Regions from separate parts of the Mus musculus genome. Here region 1 is linked to region 2. Evidence: chromatin contacts called from public promoter capture Hi-C data. All regions are on one chromosome and are shown on one strand. The core of a region is the stretch at or near the end of the contact, and the rest is flanking DNA. Distances in the headings are between cores, read along the strand shown.

What was found. Promoter capture Hi-C pulls out the DNA fragments that hold promoters and counts their contacts.
Region 1: a promoter capture Hi-C map of pre-B cells shows a contact between it and region 2, with 2.5 times the contacts expected there. The contact joins the promoter of Pik3cg here to the promoter of Bcap29 in region 2. A contact is called at or near these places in 2 of 39 promoter capture datasets (frontonasal cranial neural crest and pre-B cells), 1 of 484 Hi-C or Micro-C datasets (B cells) and 2 of 115 datasets of contacts at active chromatin or transcription factors (CD8 T cells and effector CD8 T cells).

Annotation. Positions count from the first base shown.
Region 1 is chr12:32,205,528-32,210,842 of GRCm38.p6, forward strand. It overlaps Pik3cg (phosphatidylinositol-4,5-bisphosphate 3-kinase catalytic subunit gamma), which reads right to left and starts at 3,132. Exons shown (of 11, transcript NM_001146200.2): 1 at 2,991-3,132; 2 at 1-471. The coding sequence starts at 459.
Region 2 is chr12:31,632,453-31,638,239 of GRCm38.p6, forward strand. Bcap29 (B cell receptor associated protein 29) reads right to left here and starts at 2,206. Exons shown (of 8, transcript NM_001164090.1): 1 at 2,153-2,206; 2 at 1,811-1,928. The coding sequence starts at 1,902.

The DNA of each region.
Region 1 (5,315 bases), core at 1,882-4,381, 570 kb after region 2:
CTGCTTCTGGAAAGCCAAGGTCTCCTCAGAAGGTACGTGTCGCTGTACCACGTGGATCTGGCCAGGGCTCTTGTGCATCAACTTCCAGTAATGCAGGCAGTCTAGGGTCTGCACCACTTGGTACCTGTCATAGATCTCATACCATTGTCCTTTCTTCTGGTAGAGCAGGAGGAATTGGTCCGGGCCCAATCGGTGGTAGAACTCCGCAGCCACACTGGTCTCCAGTGCGCGCAGCCACACCTGAGCTTTCATCTGTTCCACATTGCCATGGCCAGCCACATGCAGCAGCGCTGTTTCTGGAGTCTTGCTGATGCGCTGGCTGGTGGGCAGTACGAACTCAATGGGGATGAGCTCCATGGAAGACAGGCTGCCTGCTGCGCTGCGTGGCTTCATCCTCCGGCGCCGGCGGAGGTTGTCCTCTCTTAGAACCACCGGTTGTTCATAGTTCTCCAGCTCCATGCCCTATGCGACCTGGGAGTGGAGAAACAGAGCTTTGTCAAGAGACACTGCTTCCTGCACATTCCTGTATGATGGCAGAGAGAAGGTGTGGTGGGCTGATGTGAGCACAAGGCCTGGAGGGACCAAGAAAGATGGAGGCAGCGCTGACTTTAGCAGCGCTGGTCAGAACATGAATCCCTGCCAGCTACTTACTGTTTGAGTGATGTAGCCTACCTAATATCCGAGCCTGATTTTTATATGTAAATTTGATTATTTACAAATAGAAGATGGAGGTAAAAGTTAAATAAGGCAGCGCAGCTTTTTAAAAAACCATGCTGACACCGTTTCTTTAGTTTTGTGTGTGTGTATGTGTGTGTGTGTGTGTGTGTGTGTGTGTGTGTGTGTATGATGTTTTCATTTAATGCACCATGGGCCTGGAGAGATGGCTCAGTGGATAAAAGTGCTTCCTGTACAAACATAAGGTCAGAGTTCATACCCTACCTCCCATATAAGCATTACCATTGTCCCCATGGACCTGTAACCCCAGGGGTGGGTCTCTCTCTCTTTCTGTCTCTGTCTGTCTGTCTCTAACGTTTTCTCTCTGTCTCTGTCTGTCTCTGTCTGTCTGTCTGTCTGTCTCTCTCTCTCTCTGTGTTGGGAGGAGAGCAGAGATGAGAAAACTTACTGGGGCTTGCTGTCTGTCTCCCAGCCTAGCTCCAGGTTCAGTGAGAGACCCAGTCTGAAAGGAATAAGGTGGAGAGAGTCTCCTCTGTCCTCTGCAGGTATACTTGCACACCTGCACACACATATGCTCACACCACACAATATACCGCCCTCACATGTGCACAAAAATATGTTAAACCCTCATCTAGCACAGTGTCTGTCATTTACTGGCTCAAAATGGCAACTGTTTGTAAGTACCCTGAAACTCACAGATGCATAAGACAGTACAGTGGAGGGCAAAGGCTGAGTCCCTAAGGTGCGGTGTGAGACCCTGAACATCACTTTGAGAACAAGCCAATGCCGATGCATTTCCTCTGTTCAGTCTCACACTTCTCTAACCTAGACACCCAATCTTGCTTCATCTTCTCTATTTTCAAACTGTCTGAACCCAGTCTCCCTAGTCAACTTCCTGTCTTCTTTCTTTTCATTTTTTCTTTCTATATAAGAAAGCTAGTCATTCCATTCATAAAACTCAAGTGTAGTAAAACTGGTGAAGATTGTAATCAAAGCCGTGTCCCCACACATACCATTTTGGTCATGGAATGCAGAGCATTCCAGCTATCACTGCTATATTAGGGCAGGGGGAGGTGCTAACATACATGGACTTTACCAATATGAACTTTTAGGTAATTTTAACTGAGCCAGTTGGTTTGGCCTGCCTCTGCTTTAGAGGGGACACAGTAGAAGACGTGATTCCTGCCCTCCCATGACCCGAAACAATAATTCAGTTTCCTTATGTCCTAATATTTTCATCTCCATAGCAGGAATTTACAAATTTGTTCCCATCATATTACCTATATTTAGGTATTTGCCCTCTACAAGGTATTTAAGCATAACTATGAACCCATCAACTAATGACTGAAATGCTCAGAGTTCCAAAACTAAAAAATAATCCATAAAAATGATTCATAAAAATTTTGATTTTAATATTTAACATTGCTACATTGGTACTACATTATATTCTAAACCACATTCAAATATTGAAACAAAATATTTCAGAAAATATCATTTACTCTCTAATTGATGTTAATGAGATCCATAATTAGTTTTTCCTGAAGAACAGTGGAGTGTTAATTATATACCCCAAAGGAGATCTTGATTAAAAGCTATAAAAGACAAGTTACATTGGATCTCAACTTATGTACAATTCTTGGGTTAAACTATTTTAAAAGTCAATTCTCCCTCCTTTTAAAATATAATGAAGCTATACTTAGTAAATAAATGAAACCAACTGTCCCAAACAACTGTTGCTTGGTAGCTTAAAGCATTCACTTTGGTCTTTTGGTATAGTATAGAATAACCAACAAAGAAAAGAACCATAAACTATTTTGATACTGACATGAACTTAAAATAAAACATGTCCAAATTTAAGCATACAAATATAACTCAGTTATCTGCCTCAGTGACAGCAGGAACTCACGCTATATAGCACGATACAAGGTACAGAAGAGAAAAGGCTGACCAAATACTCACTGGGTTTCCTCATGGCTGGGACTAAGTAGCTTTGTCCTCTTACAAAAACACTGTCTGGACAGAATTCCCAAGCAAGCACTTGGTCGACTCTGGAGCCTGTCCGTCACGGGCTCTGTGGCCGCCCCTTTCCGCACAAACAAAAACAGAAAGAACTAGTGCACCTGCAAGCCCTTGCTGGACGGAACTTTGTGGATGTACACAGTCTAAGCGCGCCGAGACAAGGAAACTCAGACGCTCGGGGGTTGGCTCAGCTTGAACCGGCAATGGATCCAGACAAAAAGATTCTAGCTGAGAAGGAAGGTGTTACTGTTCCAAGTCATACCAAGCAAAGAGCAAACAACAGAAAGCAGTCGTACCTGAGGCAGCCCTGGAGGTGATGCGGAGGAGGATCATTTGTTTACTTTAGGAAAAAAAAAAAAAAAACGAATCTAGACCTACCCGGGGCACCTCGTCTCTTCCTCTTTTCTGGGGCTCCCTTCATATCCAGATGCAGAGGAAGTGTTGCAGTTACCAGGAAGGAAGTTTTAACCAAGTTGATTATACATGTGATTGCTCATTTTAAAAGTGTCAGAAATGCATTTCCTGCTGAAGCACACACAGAGCAGAGCGGAACAGAGAACGGTGTTTGCCTTACTATTTCTCTCACTCTTTGAATTAACTCTTCAAAGATTGTGAGAGACTCAGACAAACCAAAAATATACCCAAGGCATAAACAAATGAAGCGTGTGTGTAGCTAGCAATAAGTAGAAGAAAGGGCTGCGTAGCCACAGTATTGGATTGCTTGTAGTGAAATCTATTTCCCTTTGAGAATTCGAATAAGCCCTAGTGTGTGTGTGTGTGTGTGTGTGTGTGTGTGTGTGTTGTAACTGTGGACTGTTGGGCTCAGTCTGGATGCTTGCAAGAGCAAAGCCTGGGAACTCACTTCCTTACATTGGTGAGACCTCCCCCTGCCTCCCTTCTAGACCATTCAAGTCTCAAAATATCACAAACTGAAAGTCCTGCAGCATGCAATGTGTGTGCCTGTTGCTGATATGCTGAGTGTGTGTGTGTGTGTGTGTGTGTGTGTGTGTGAAAATGAATTAGTCAGACAAAACAGGAGGACATTGCTCTCCTGGCGACATTAGGGAGCTAGAAACTGCCTGCTCCAGGCAGGTAATCACTGAGAGATGGCTTCCAGTTTCCACAGGCTTGGAGAACAGGGAGGAGGCAGGCTCTGAATTCTTCTTAAAGCAGTCCTATATTTTCCAAGTAACCTCAATTCCTTCTACAACCCTAAGCATAGCCAGTCGTCCCCTGTTCCAGGGGTCTCTATACCAGGGCTTATTCTCCCCCACTAGGCTGTCAAGGATTCCAGCTGGAACAGCAAGAAGGATAGAGGAGCCTCACACAGCCCTCCGAAGCACAGCCTCATGAGTTTCTTTGAGCTTCGTGGATATTGAGATAGAGTCTCTGACCTGTTCTATTTCCTCTCACACAGTCCTTGTGATGGTTCGTACAGATTGTAAACGTGACAGGATCTGGAATCTAAGAGACAAATCTCTGTGCATCCCTATAAGCCTGTCTCTAGACTGGCTTAGGTGAAGTATATAAAGGTCCACTCTAAACATGGGAGCTGCAGTTCTGGATGGGAGAAAGCCAGAGAACGGCAGGCCCTGTTCATCTGCTTCCTGATGGCAGATGCAATGTTAGCAGCTGCTCTATGATCCTGCCGGCATGACTTTCCTGCCACGATGCACTGTACCCTCAAATTGGGAACCAAAATAACTCCCGTTCTGCCTTAAATTGCTTCTGTTGGATGCTTTGTCACAGCAACAAGGAAAACAGTACATAAAAGATAAAGTCCTTTGGGTCTTAGCTTTAAAATAGTGGTTTAAGAGTCAATAGCAGTGGTCAAGTCTTGATTCAAAGGCTGCTGAATTTCAGATATGTAAAGGGGGTATTTCAGCTTTCCAAAGCATATTTCTATGTAAGCATACTTCCTTGAGAGGTTGGTATCTTTACAAGTCTCAGGGTAGCTTGAATTGTTTAGGGGGGAAGACTTACCAAGTTATGCTTCACTCAGTGTGTGTGTGTGTGTGTGTGTGTGTGTTTGGGGGGGCCCTGACAGCAGGTGAAGTGAGTAGGGCTCTTCAGAGGGGACGCTGACCTGAGGGGACTGTGAGCTGACTAATTCTCAGCTTTCCAGCTTTACACACACATGCATATGCACGCTTTCAGAAATGCTAGACTCAGGCTCTTGGGTCCTTTTTCTTTTGAAAGGACTATTCAGCTAAGTTCACTCATGTGAAAAAAATGTCAATTCTCTGACTAAACTTTCAAATACTTTAGGCTTACCGGTGGTTTGAGATTAAACGTCCTATGATCGTCTTCAATTGCTCATACAGCCACTAAAATTTACTATTTGTAGTGAATATTGTTAGGCAGAAGTAATGAGACATGCCTGGTGCCTCTTTTCTCTGTGTGTACTTCTCCATATGGAACCTCATTTTCCTAATAAGGAAATTTTATCCCCAGAAATTTGGGGTCAGCCGATCTCCAGGCTACGTCACTTATGGTAGTGATAGCGTGCTGCTGTTTTGTCCATTCTGAGAGTCTCATGCATCTAGCACTATATTCTCAATGGAATAATCAGGTTACATTTAGAATATAGCTATCGTAGGAATGACAAGATGGAATCAATT
Region 2 (5,787 bases), core at 956-3,455:
TTTTTGCCTTGTTGACCAAACTCAAAGCATTTTCTATAGGCACTATTTAAATTTAACACTACAAACATTTAAAAAAAAAAAGAATATAAATGGTAATAGCTTGTTGTAGGTTCAAATGTAAATTTGTTCACCTCTTCAAGAGTCAATAAAAGAGGGAATATAAGAACCTCCCAGAAGGGCCATCTAGGAGTTTTCAGTAGACTGAATTTAAGAGCAGATAATAACTATTATTTATTGAGTTGATGTATTATTGGTTGGAACACATGCACCATCTCGTCTAATTACCACAATATCATATGAAGTCTATACCACTATTACCAGGAAAACTGACCAGAGAAGGGAAAAAATTTCTGAGTCATACAACAGGAAGTCAAATGAAAGCCGTTATTCTGAGCATGCATGAACCATCAACCACTTCACTACAGGAGAAAAGACTAGACAGACTAAATGAAGACTTTGAAAGATTATGACTGACATACACACTGTGGATAAACACATGGAGGGGCACAGATGATTCCTGTACATGTGTACCACATGTTCTTACATGACAATATTCATATGTCATGTGCACCGATTCACACTTTCATCTAACAGCTACTAGATCAGGATGGGTACAAAACTGTAAATGGCAAGAAGAAAAAGACTGCTCTATCAATCCTCCTGATGACTTCTTTTTATCAAAGCTCTAAGCCTTATTTATAAATCTGTTGTGCATAAAAAAAATGACTTCTTGAATATGTGTGAGACTGTCATAAGTAGTACCAAATATGTCTGCTTGAAATCTGAGGTAGAAAGAACAGGGACAGCATTGTGTGACTGTAAGCTAAGGATCTCATCTGGAGTCTGACACTGACCAGTTAGGTGACTTAGGTTATGGAACAGAGCCTTTCTGGCCTTAAGCATGTGATCTATAGAACCCATGGTTGGTGGGAAGAACTTGGTACATCCCTTCCTACAGTATGAGTTACTGCTTCTTGTGAGGGAAGGAAAGGGCATGGTGTGGAGACCAGGACAGAGAAGAGCTGCAAACCAAGCAGATGAGGAGTTTCAAGTTTTTGAAAGACTGCGTGGACCCTGAGCCAGTCCATTTTATTGTCCCAAGTAAACAGTTTTGCACCCATCCTTTTATTTCTCTGCTCAAATGCAGGGCAGTTTAGGGGAAGGGGAGGGAGAGAGGAAGAGGGGGAAGAGGAAGGAGAGAAATGAAGAGGCGGTGGGGGGTGGGGGAAGAGGATGAAGGGGGAGGAAGGAGAGAGGAGAGAGAGAATATAGATATATAGACAGGAAAGATGTCCAAGGCATAACCATGGCTTTATTATACCTGTAATCAAGACACCCACCCCCCAAAAAAACCTAGGTTCTTTTAAAAAGGAGGTGAAAATCTATTTGTACACAGAATCAAGCTTTATATAAAGTAGAATTTTAATAGTTACCAGATTGCAAATTTGAGTTTCATTTTTAAAGACTACCTTTTATATAATTGGCTCCCATCTTTTATTTAATTATCCATTTGTTGTATGTATGCATGTGTATTCATCATGTGTTTATGTGCGTGCATGGGTGTTTCTGGGCGTCCCAGGGTGGAAGTGTGGCGGTCAGAAGACAACTTTGTGGAGTCGGTTCCCCTTCCACCAGGTGGTTTCTGGGTATCGAACTGAAATTCTCTCCCTTGGCTGCAAGGGCCCTTTACCTACTGAGCCACCCCGCCGGCCCTCCCAAAACTTTCTAACCTTACAAAGAGCATCGCACGCCGTAGCCTGAAGAAGCTAATCAAACATTTGGTACTGTTAAGGATCTGACGGTTTCCTACCTCTGTGGAGGAATAAAGGGCAGACAGAAGAGTAAAATGAGTCCTATTTCAGCATAAAGAAAGCTGGCAACCGCCGCCCATTGGATTGTCATCGTTTTGTTTTGTTTTTTCTTCACACCTATACAGAGAAAGATTTCAATTTTAGAGAAACATGGGTGAACGGCCAGACACGCGGCGTGGGGCCTGCCGGGAGTTCGCCTAACTCCGGGTGACGAGGCAGTGCGCCGGACGGCCCCGCAGGTTCTTCCCCGGTCCCGAGGTGGCTCGGGCCGCAGAACGCCGCGGCCCGAGCCGCCGGACGCGAGGTCAGCAGCGGGGCCGCCCGCCGCCCGTCAGGCTTACCCGCCGCCGATCGCTCCGCGTGCCCCGCCGCCCGCCTGCGCGCGCACGTCCCACGCCGCCGGGAGCGCGCCGGGCCCGGCTGAGGTCACACTGGCGCGACCGCGCCTCCCGCGGCCCTTGTTTCCTGGTGCGCGGCGTGAGGCGGCCGAGGCTCCTCCACGTGGGCTCGGTATCCCCGGAGGGCTGATCCCCGATGCGGCTGATGCCGGATGACGGGAGCCAGGGCCCGGGTCTATGGTGGGACCCAGCCAGGTGCCCTAGGGTGGTAACCTGCCTCCCTGCCCGGAGCTAAACTGAATTTAAGTCATGGCCCAGGCCTGGGGGGTCTGTGGAGCGTTTTGTGTTTTGCATGCTGTTTTCCTGGTCCTACCGTGCCCATAGGCAAGACCAGGCAACTTGTGGGAACTGCTGGGTCTACTCCTTTACCTAACCATATTCCCTTAGGTAACTAGATAGGCCCCAGAAACCTTTGAGGGTGGATGCTCTCATGCTTGGTTAACTTTGCATTCCACCTCTGGTTTCCCTGGTAACACTAGAAAGAAAAACCTAACTACTGCCTCTCCTTAGGCTTTCTGGTCAATTCCTGTAATATCCCTGCTCCAAGTAGAGACTTGGCATCCCGATAACATTACATACTACATTACATACTGTCTCCATTAAGCTGGCCAGGAGTTCACTATCCAGGAAAAAGGATTCACTTGGAGATGTGTTAAAGAGGTGGGAGGGATAATTATTCCATTAATACGACGCAGCACTTACACATCCCAAGATGGCACTCCTTGAAGGAGCTTCCTTCTGCCCTGTGGCAGTAGTAAGCTTGCTTGGTTTTCTGGGTTCTAATTCAGAAAAGCCTAACACCTGCCTCTGTTTTTCTTTAGTGGATGGCCAAAAGCCTAAGCAAGCTTTCTGCTGATAATGGGCTTTCTCATTTCTGAATACCTGCCCCCTCCCGGAAGTACTGGTAGACCTTCATTTCTGAACAAGGCAGTGTTATTGGACCCTTTATGCCTAAAGATGTAACTTTTGTCTTTTTCCTCCTCTTCTCCATCCCCTTGGCTACCTTTTTTTTTTGTTTTGTTTTGTTTGTTTTTAATTCCAAATTAATAGTATTGCCCTTTAAAAAAAGCTTTGGCATTCTTTTATTAACAAAACTAGGAATCTAAAAGGGAACTCCAAATACTTCCAGGTTTTCAACATATGTGAATATTTGCAAATCTCAGAATGTAACTTCAAAAGGTTAAAAATCCCCTGTAAGGCTGTTGTGCAGTTGCTCAGATGCTTAATTTAATCATGACTTTTGAGCAGCCCATGTTCATTTGGGTTTGTAGTGTCCTTCTGCTAAGTGTCTATTAGAAATGTCTATGCGCCGGGAATGGTGGCGCATGCCTTTAATCCCAGCACTTGGGAGGCAGAGGCAGGCAAATTTCTGAGTTCGAGGCCAGCCTGGTCTACAGAGTGAGTTCCAGGACAGCCAGGGCTATACAGAGAAACCCTGTCTCGAAAAAACAAAAAACAAAAAAACAAAACAAAAAAATGTCTGTGCTTAAATCTATGGTACGCTCTTTAGAACCTTCTTTGCGAGTGCACATGTATATGGTGGTGGAGGGCAAAGGTGGATGGCAATGTCTCCCTCACCACTTGCTCACGTTTTCTTGTTTTCTCGTTTTCTTGTTTCTTGTTTTCTTGTTTTGGAGAGTGTTTCTGAAGCTTCTGTGACTACATGAAACTCCAGCTCGAAAACAATAAACTCCAATTCTGCTTCTTACTAAGCCTCTGAAATTCCTCCCCCACCCCTGCCACTTTTCTTTTTTCTCTTGGTGGCACAGTCAAGAATTCCTGTTTCACCCAAGTAGAGGTCTCTGAAAAGAATTTGCACGTGGGGTTACATCTCAGCTCTTACTGCCGTCACTGTTAACACAAACACTGCTATAGGATACAACTATATTGGGAACATTACATGTTAAAAGAATAAGTAAGCACAGAATATAGACTACATTTCAGGGTTGGGGTTACTTGCTTAGTTATTGGTAGTGCCTTCCTGGCACACACGAGGCTTTAAGTTCAATCCCCAGCACAAAACAACTCCCCCCACGCCCAGAAAAAAAATCTCCCACATTTAAGTGAGTGCTTTTAAAAACTGTATCACATAGATATCTGGTCATAAGTAGCTGGAAGAAAAATGCAGGCTGAACTTAGCACAGAAGGTTGGGATCTGCTTTTCCATGCTCATTTCCCACAGTCCACCTCACTCCAGTCAAGCGACTACTGTACTGTATTGTACATTCCCTTCAGAGTTAGTGTGTAAATGCCAGAACGACGGCCTCACTTCTGTATTCATTTCAACTGGAAAAAAAAACCCGTCATCTTTAAAACTGAATAAACTGAAAAATGAGAGCACAGATATGACCAAGAAAAAAATAGCAGCCCAGTGCTCATGTTAAACTTGATTCATGGCCTCAAACAGCCTGAAGTAAACAGTTGTAGACAACTCTCCACAGTCTTGCTGGTTTTGACATTCAGCAATATTTTAGTACTGAACCTTTATTTCATCCAGAGACTTCTTGTCGTCTACACGTTCTTCATTAATAAAAGCTGCTAGCAACATTGAGCCATAAAAATATGAAAACAACTATAAAATTTAGTTTAATATTAAAATCTAGTTATTATTTTAAATTAAAAACTATAACTATGTACGATGTGTGTTGTGTGTGTGTGTAAGGACACTGTGTATGCTATAGCATTTGTATATATGTCAAAAATTCACTAGAACTGATTTTCTCTTTGCATCTTTACATAGGTTCTGGGGATCAAATTCAGGTCATCACTATTTCTCTGCAAGGGGCTTCACCTGATGATGTTTGGCTGGTTTTAGGAAGATTCTTAAAGACATGTCCATTTATTTACACATTAGCTACCAGATTCTTCACACGTAAGATGTAGAAGCCTGCAATTGCTTTCTTCTTTTTGCATACCAGAATTCTGAATCTTTGAGAGATTCAGAGACCTTCATCTCTCTCTTGAGTGCTGGTCTAGTGGTAAGTCTTGTTTAAAAATCTTAAAAAAAAAATCACCATTTATGACAAGTCCTTAAAAAAAACATTGTTTTGATGTTTATGTAAATCACAATGTCAGGAGACACTATAGTCAACCTTTCTAGTCCAGCTCTGAGGGAAGCACTTCTCGTGGCCTGGGAAAGGGGCTCCTGTGCCTAGGGGAACAGGGATGGTAGCATGATTGGTACAAGTGCGTTCTTATTCACATGGTCCCACACTGTTGATGCAAACACTCCTTCTCTGGCCATATGAGCATGCAGTTTGGCTTCTTTTTCAAGCAGCCTGGAAGACAGCCTCTTGTGCTTTCGTTTCTGGTAAAGCAACTTAGGACTAATACAAGGCCTCTCTTGAGTGGCTTTTTTGCCCACTTGTGTGTGTGTGTGTGTGTGTGTGTGTGTGTGTGTGTGTGTGTTTATATGCCTTTTGTGGAAGTCAGAGGTCAATCCTGGGTGTTGCTCTTTAGATATCCACCTAGTCTGGCTAGATCTGTCTCAGCCTCCCGAGCACTGGGATTACAAGTGTGTACAATGTAACTGGGTTTTTTATATTTTTTTAAAAAAGACTTATGTGCATGTGTGAGTG